2 separate regions of the Mus musculus genome follow, and region 1 is linked to region 2. A link is a contact called in public HiChIP or PLAC-seq data. All regions are on one chromosome and are shown on one strand. The core of a region is the stretch at or near the end of the contact, and the rest is flanking DNA. Distances in the headings are between cores, read along the strand shown. Region 1 has its middle 48 kb from the start of Oxsm. Region 2 has its middle 35 kb from the start of Gm31804.

Region 1 (3,532 bases), core at 516-3,015, 390 kb before region 2:
GGGTTTATGTGTGTCAATCAAGAAGTGGGTGCCAGATCGCAGTTGTGAAGTGGCCAACCTGAGAATTAGAAACTGAACTTGCGGGGCTAGAGAGATGGCTCAGTGGTTAAGAGCACTGATGGCTTTTCCTGAGGTTCTGAATTCAGTTCCCAGTAACTATAATATGGTGGCTCGTAACCATCTTTAATACGATTTGATGCCCTCTTCTGGTATGTCTGAAGACATCTACAGTGTACTCATATACGTAAGATAAATGAATAAATCTTAGAAAGGAAGAAAGAAAGAAAGAAAGAAAGAAAGAGAAAAAGAAAGAAAGAAAGAAAGAAAGAAAGAAAGAAAGAAAGAAAGAAAGAAAGAAAGAAAGAAACTGAACCTGGATTCTTTGTAAAAGCAGCAAATACTCTTCTTAACTGCTGAGCTGTCTCTCCAGCTCCAGAACTGTCAATTTTAAGGTTTATTGTCATATACAAGGGTCTCTATGAGAGATATTAGCATATGGATATGCTAACTACCTTGATTGCAGTAATCATTTCATAATATATACAGTGGTCAAAATGTTATGCTGTAAAGTTTAGATACACGCACTTTTAAATTCGTAAATAATATTGGCGGCACATGCTTTTAATTCCAGCAATTGGGAGGTAGAGGCAGGTGGATCTCAGTGTTGGTGACCAGTCTGCTCCACAGAGAGAGTTCCAGGCCAGCCAGGACCACATAGAAAAACCCTATCTTGAAAACAAAACAAAACAAAACAAAAAATCTTATGAACACTAAAGTAAAATAAATCCAAACGGCCACATGATGGAGCCAAAGCCTTGATGGTTAATAGGCCTTTCACTTAAACTGAACTAGTTTATTTTTAAAAATGTTTGAGTAAATGTTTCTTTGTCACGTTTTCAACATAACACTTTGTTTCTAACAATGTTTTTATGTCACAAGGTAGACCTGATTTGTCCTTATTCTTTCAAACTTGAAAAACTGTAATTTTTAAACCCCGTGTAGCATAGGCGTGGTGTGGTGCAAAAGGCACAATCATGTTTACTTATTAAGGACAAGACCAGCAGAATCCATGAAAAATGGAAATTCCATTCCTCAAAAAATTTCCCTATGGTGTCTCTCCAGCAAGAGACATTCACAAGTAGAAAGCTACTTGTGCCCTGCTTGAACAACACCCTCTATGTTTGCTGATACAGCTACTGAAAAGAGCCAATGAAAACCTGAAGACTCACTGGCTAAACTCTTTCATTTTACTCTCCAAATGAAACTGAGTTCTGGAGAAAAGCAGGACATGGATTGCAAGTTAGTGGGTACTAGAGATGTAATGTTTTGCTTTGCAGTTCTTGTAGACTTTAGCACGGACACTTGTTCAACAAATGTTCTCTAGTTTTTACTAGGCTTAGGACTGTGAATGCAGGTCTGGGAAATGAATTTTAAAGCAAAAACTGCCACCTTCTGGAACTGCAAATGCCACCAGCACTCACGGGTATCAGGGGCACAGAGCACAAAAACTCATGTGCTATGGAGGTCGAGAGTCATGAGTGTCGTTAGTTTTAAGAAGCATATTGTTTGTTTTAGAATATTTTGACTTTCCTTAAACATTATCCTTTTCTATAAGAAGAAATAAAGGGGAAGCAATATGTTTTCATTCTGGAGTTTTTTATATCAGCCCTCTAAGTTGGAGATCTGATTTTGGTAACCTTCAGTATTGGAGTGTTGATAAAAGATGGCATATAGAAAGGAAGTCAGATGCAGAGCCATTCCTCCGAGCTTTCAGTGACAGTGAAGATACTGGTAGGAGGAATCACTGTTGCAGAATGTTTGCTGACTCAGCTGGTGTAAGAGCTGGAAATCTGTGCTGGCTGGTCTTAAGTCAACTGACAAACAGGTTAGTGTTATCTCAAAGGAGAGAACCTTTACTGAGAAAATGCTTCCACAAGACAAAGCTGTAAGGCATTTTCTTAATTAGCTATTGATGGGGGTGGGTCCAGCCCATTGTGGGTAGTGCCATACTGAGGTGGTGGTCCTGTGTTCTATCTAAAGAAAGCAATCCAGTAAACAGCACCCCTTCATGGCCTCTTCATCAGCTCCTGCCTTGATTGAGCTTCTATCCTGACTCCCTTCAATGATGAGCACTGATGTTGATGTGTAAGCCAGATAATTCCTTTTCTCCCCAACTTGGTTTTATGTTATGGTTTTTCAGTGCAGCAACAGAAACCCTAAGACAAAACCTATAGCCATGCTCATGAGTGATGTGCTTAATTAACAAAATAGAGAAGAAAAAGCTTGAATTTTGGGTCTCAGATAAGATTAAAGTTGTATAATATGGTACTCAGGTCTAGAGGACAGAATTGGCTGAGGCCTAATGTGATAACTCAGTATGCAAACAGAATATCATAAAGAGCGAAGTAGCAAGGGGCCAGAGCAAGGGCTCACTGGAGAAAGGCACCTGAAACAAGAACATAAAATGGACTCCTACAAACAAAATGTCCTCTGATCACATACATGCTATGACATGCTTATGGGAACACACACACACACACACACACACACACACAAGTCACTCAACCAACCAACCAAATAATGAACTATTTTAAAGAGAGTAAGCAAAGAGGGAATATTAGTCTATTAAAAGTCCCAGGATATCTTTGCATACCCCTAAAGATAAATAGCAAAAGCTGTTCACTGGAGTTGGAAATTCATGGCACCACACGGCATCAGGCAAGATTAAATAGATGATCTGACTCTCTCACACAATGGAGTCTCCTCTCCTCTTCCCCCCCACCACATCATCGATAGTGTTCGGAAGTTGTTCCTTGTGAACAATGTGACATAGCTCATCTCTCTTATGTTTAAAATAAAATGTCGGCATCCCTTTCCTTTTTTGACAGACAAGGACATTGAAGCTTGAAGGAGAATTGTTGTTAGTGATGGAGCCAGGCAGCTCCTTGCATCACACTCTTATCTTTGTACCAATGGAAATTCTGTTTTGGCTCGTGACTTTAGTGTAAATTTGTTTTGAAGTAATACAAAAAAAATCAAAGAATAGTATTTTATGAAACTAAAATTGTATGGAATTTGCCTTCCTATGCAACTCATAAAGTTTTATTAGGACATGTAACCACACATATACTTAAGTTTGTTGGTGGCTGTCTTTGGTGCTGACAGAGACCACATGGCCACTGGAGCTTGAAATACTTACTTCTTGGTTCCTCATGAGGAGAATTTGCCGAGTGCTGATCTCCATTCTACAAAAGACTTGTTCCTAAATGGTTAGAAATGAGGTCTTTTTGCTAATATTTAGGCTTAAAATCCTTTTGAAACATTACCAGTGGGAGCCATTGAGAGTCCAGAGCACTGGCATTGAACACCACACTGTCATAAGGACTGATCTATTGTGAGTCCCAGCAGTTAGTTCAGATGGGCACAAAGATCCTAAATGGACATCAAAAAATCTTACCCTTGGTCTGCTCCAAGGACTCTTCTGGGCCTTCCTCCCCTCTTCCATAATGCTGAGAAGTATTAGGTAAACCCT
Region 2 (3,480 bases), core at 898-3,397:
CCTTCATCTCTCCTGCTCTAAACTTAGTGGCTAGTTCCAATTAACCCCTGCCAATCATTTTTGGCAGCCCACCTGTAGCGGACTACCTCTGAGATTTTACATGGTTGCTGTGTCCCTTTTCCTTCAAAGCATGGCAGAAAAGTCTCACCCCCCACCCCCCTTCTCTGTCCCTGTACCTCCTTTCCCTCTTGGGACTCAGAATTGCCACATGTACCTTCTGCCCAACAATTGGCTCCTTGCCTTCTTTATTGACAAATCAAGAACCAATTAGGGAACTGTATCTTAGTATCAGAACCCCCCTTACACTTCTTGACATAGTTGTCAGTACAGATGCAGCATCTAGTGATAGATAAAACAGAGTGGGTCAGATTCATACAGCTGTACATGGAAAGGCCATGGCTCTGGGCTTGTTAGGGAACAGAAACATGTGGCTGTTAATTTGCTATATCTCTTGATCTATCATTTTTCCTTATACCACAGTGTCTAAAACGTTGCATATGATTTATGGAACTTGTATGTTTTTTTGCCCTTGAACATCAGCTTTACTCTGTTTACTATCTGTTTACATAGGATAGCCTGTGTCTCAGTGCTAGGTGCTCTTTGAACATAGTTAGGCCACTTCAGGGTCAGCATGTGTTTATACTGTCAAGTTTTTTCATAAGCTATAACACTGCAACTTTCTAATAACTCACTGATATTGGTCCACTGATCTCTTTGTTTCTCTTTCTCTTCTCTCTCTATATGTCTCTATCTGTCTCTGGCTCTGCATAAGTTTAAGTTTGGACATCCTATTATTCTGTGTGCTTGGCCAGGAACTTGTTCAGTGATGAGATCAAAGGAGAGTCCTGTCATCTTTCAAGTTATTTAAAAAAAAATCACTCTGTGTGTTCCCAAAGAGTCCACACGAAATTTCAATGATCTGATTTGCTGTACTAATTTCTGATAGCAGTGAGTTTTTTCATGTTTGACAGGATCAGAATAAAAGAAATATAGCTTTATATGCAGAACCATGCACATCTTGAGAACTGTCTCTCTGTATGAGAGACCTTCCGGTTGGCCTTGCAAACTCCTGGAACACAGTTGGATCATTTCTCTAAGATTGCTTCTGAAGATTGTAATGTGAAAACTTGAAGACACTGATCACCAGACATGCCAATCTCTGAGCATCCTTCACTTATTTAGGAATGCAAGAAGTAACTCTATAATAGAGCCAGGAGGACAGTTTCTTCAGAATAATAGGTTATTGGAGGCACCAACTGGACTAGCACACAAAACACTTTAGGGTTGGAGGAATTGGGAATTTCCCCATGCACACAAGGCTCAACCAGACTTGATGGGGGCAGCTTGGAAACCCAACTAGAAGTGTGATGGTACAGAAAAGATAACCTGTCTCTTTGACATTGGCCCTAATTTTGGGAACAGGTTTAGCTAAGGCAGGTACTGGGATTGCAGCATTACTCCTACAAAATAAGAATTATAATAGCCTCAAAGCAGATATTGACGAAGATATTCAACGTCTAGAGAAATCCATCTCCCATTTAGAAAGTAATGTTGATTCCCTGGCAGAGGGTGTATTACAGGGAAGGGCTAGATTTGGTATTTTTACAGTAGGGAGGGCTATGTGCTGCATTACATGAAGAATGCTGTTTCTATGTAAATCACTCCAGTGTGATTACAGAGTCCCTTACCAAAATGGGAGAAAGTTTAGAGTGCATCAAAGGAAACAAGAAAATTCCAAAGGCTGGTACCACTCTCCTTTTGATGCTTCCCCTTGGTTAACCATCCTCATATCCACCTTGTTAGGACCCTTAATTGTTCTCTTGCTATTGTTGACCCTGCATATTGAACAAGATTATAGCCTTCATAAAAGAGAGAATAGGAGCAGTACAATGACAGTCCTGTGCCAACAATATGAGTTAGTTACCCAAGACCCCTGAGCATAGCTCAAGGATTGGAGCTTATACAAGAAAAAAAAAGGGGAGGGGGGAGTGAAGGACCCTAAGGGCTTTTTCAGTCCCACACTCTCCTTACAGCTTCCTCCTTTCACCTGGGGTCAAGCCTAGGCCAAGTTCCATTCTCCACCCACAGGAACAGTCTTACTTAGTAAAAGATTCTCAGAACATACTGACTGGTAGTCACCTGACCCTCTGGAAAGTCCCAGAAAGAGTTCAAAAGTGTGTCATGGTTGCTAGCCAATAGACTTAAAGGTCAATATCCTTAGCCAATAAGTTTGAACGTAACCTTGCTTATGTAACCTGTGCCCCTAAAACTTATAAAAACTGCTTGTAATAGCCATTTGGGGTCACCTTCTCACCACTCACATCGAGGGACTTGATTGAGGTTTGATCCTGACACACCAGAAAATAAAACTCTTGCTTTTGCATTAAAAAAAAAGTATTTCTCATCCTGTGCATTAATTACAATATATACAACATCCCCTTGCAAATGGAAATCACAAATGCTTCTTTTATTTCAGAGACAAAGTAAAAACAGTAACAGGAAAATCTCTCACAAACATAATTAGTGTAAAAGAAAGGGTTCAAAAACATAAAAATTTTCACACAGTCACGGCAAGAGACCAACAGTTAAAGACATTTGGAAAAACAACTGAGAAATACTTATTGAACATGAAAAAATTGTATATACTATAATTCTAAAAATATTTTTTACTTTATAAAAATATATGAAACTGTACTATTAAAATTATCTCTTTTTTAGGTTCTATGGTTGCCTGGCTCAGCTAGGTGGCTATACTGGGGTCATGGGTATTACTGAAGCTACATGGAAGCTAGTACTTGTGCTGAGCATATTCTGTCCTGCAAGTGTCTAGTGTTCTCACTAGAACAGTTGGAACAGAAGTGGACTGCCCAGCTTCTGTCTAGCCTAAAATATTTTCAGTTTGGTCTTCTCAAAGCATGCTTCCTTCAATGAAGCTGTACATCTTATTACATGGTGTCTGGCTTTTCCAGAGCTAGCATGCCAAGAAACTACATGCCAACTGAAATGCTTCATATGCGTTGACCTCAGAAATTCATAAATGTCATTTCTACCTCATTGTTTTGATCATGTTAAAAATCATAAAAGTCGCACTAATTTTTTCGGGAGAATGGAATTAAACTATCTGTTGCTGCAAGGACCAACACTGGTTTGTAAGGAGGTAAGGGCTTTGTTGAGATAGTTATGCCAGTCTTCAGAAACTGTTTGGGAGACTTCTAAAGAGGCAAGTGTTCACCCTTCCAATTGCCTTATAGACACCAAGACACATGTGGTCCAAGAGGACAGACACTCTACAGGTCATGCTTCCTTGTGGTGGTTTGAATGAGAATGTCCTCCACAGGCTCAGATGTTTGAACAGTCAACCCTCAGTTGAGAGCGCTGTTGGAATATTTAGGAGGTGAAGCCTGGATGGAAGGCACATGCATGTAGAGGAGGGATTTAAGAAAGCAAGAGTCCTGCCAATACTTGAGCTTGTTTTCTTTA

What was found. HiChIP or PLAC-seq counts read pairs in DNA pulled down with a chosen protein or histone mark.
Region 1: an H3K27ac HiChIP or PLAC-seq map of regulatory T cells shows a contact between it and region 2, with 8 times the contacts expected there. The contact joins two enhancer-like sites.

The regions. Positions count from the first base shown.
Region 1 is chr14:16,193,989-16,197,520 of GRCm38.p6, reverse strand. No RefSeq gene overlaps it. Among named protein-coding and RNA genes, the nearest start is that of Oxsm, 48 kb to the left of the region's middle. Within about 2 kb of position 1,765, at least 18 of the 459 cell types and tissues checked have an H3K27ac peak or open chromatin away from gene starts, as enhancers often do. A contact at or near this core is called in regulatory T cells, where this site is marked.
Region 2 is chr14:15,807,953-15,811,432 of GRCm38.p6, reverse strand. No RefSeq gene overlaps it. Among named protein-coding and RNA genes, the nearest start is that of Gm31804, 35 kb to the right of the region's middle. Within about 2 kb of position 2,147, at least 3 of the 459 cell types and tissues checked have an H3K27ac peak or open chromatin away from gene starts, as enhancers often do. A contact at or near this core is called in regulatory T cells, where this site is marked.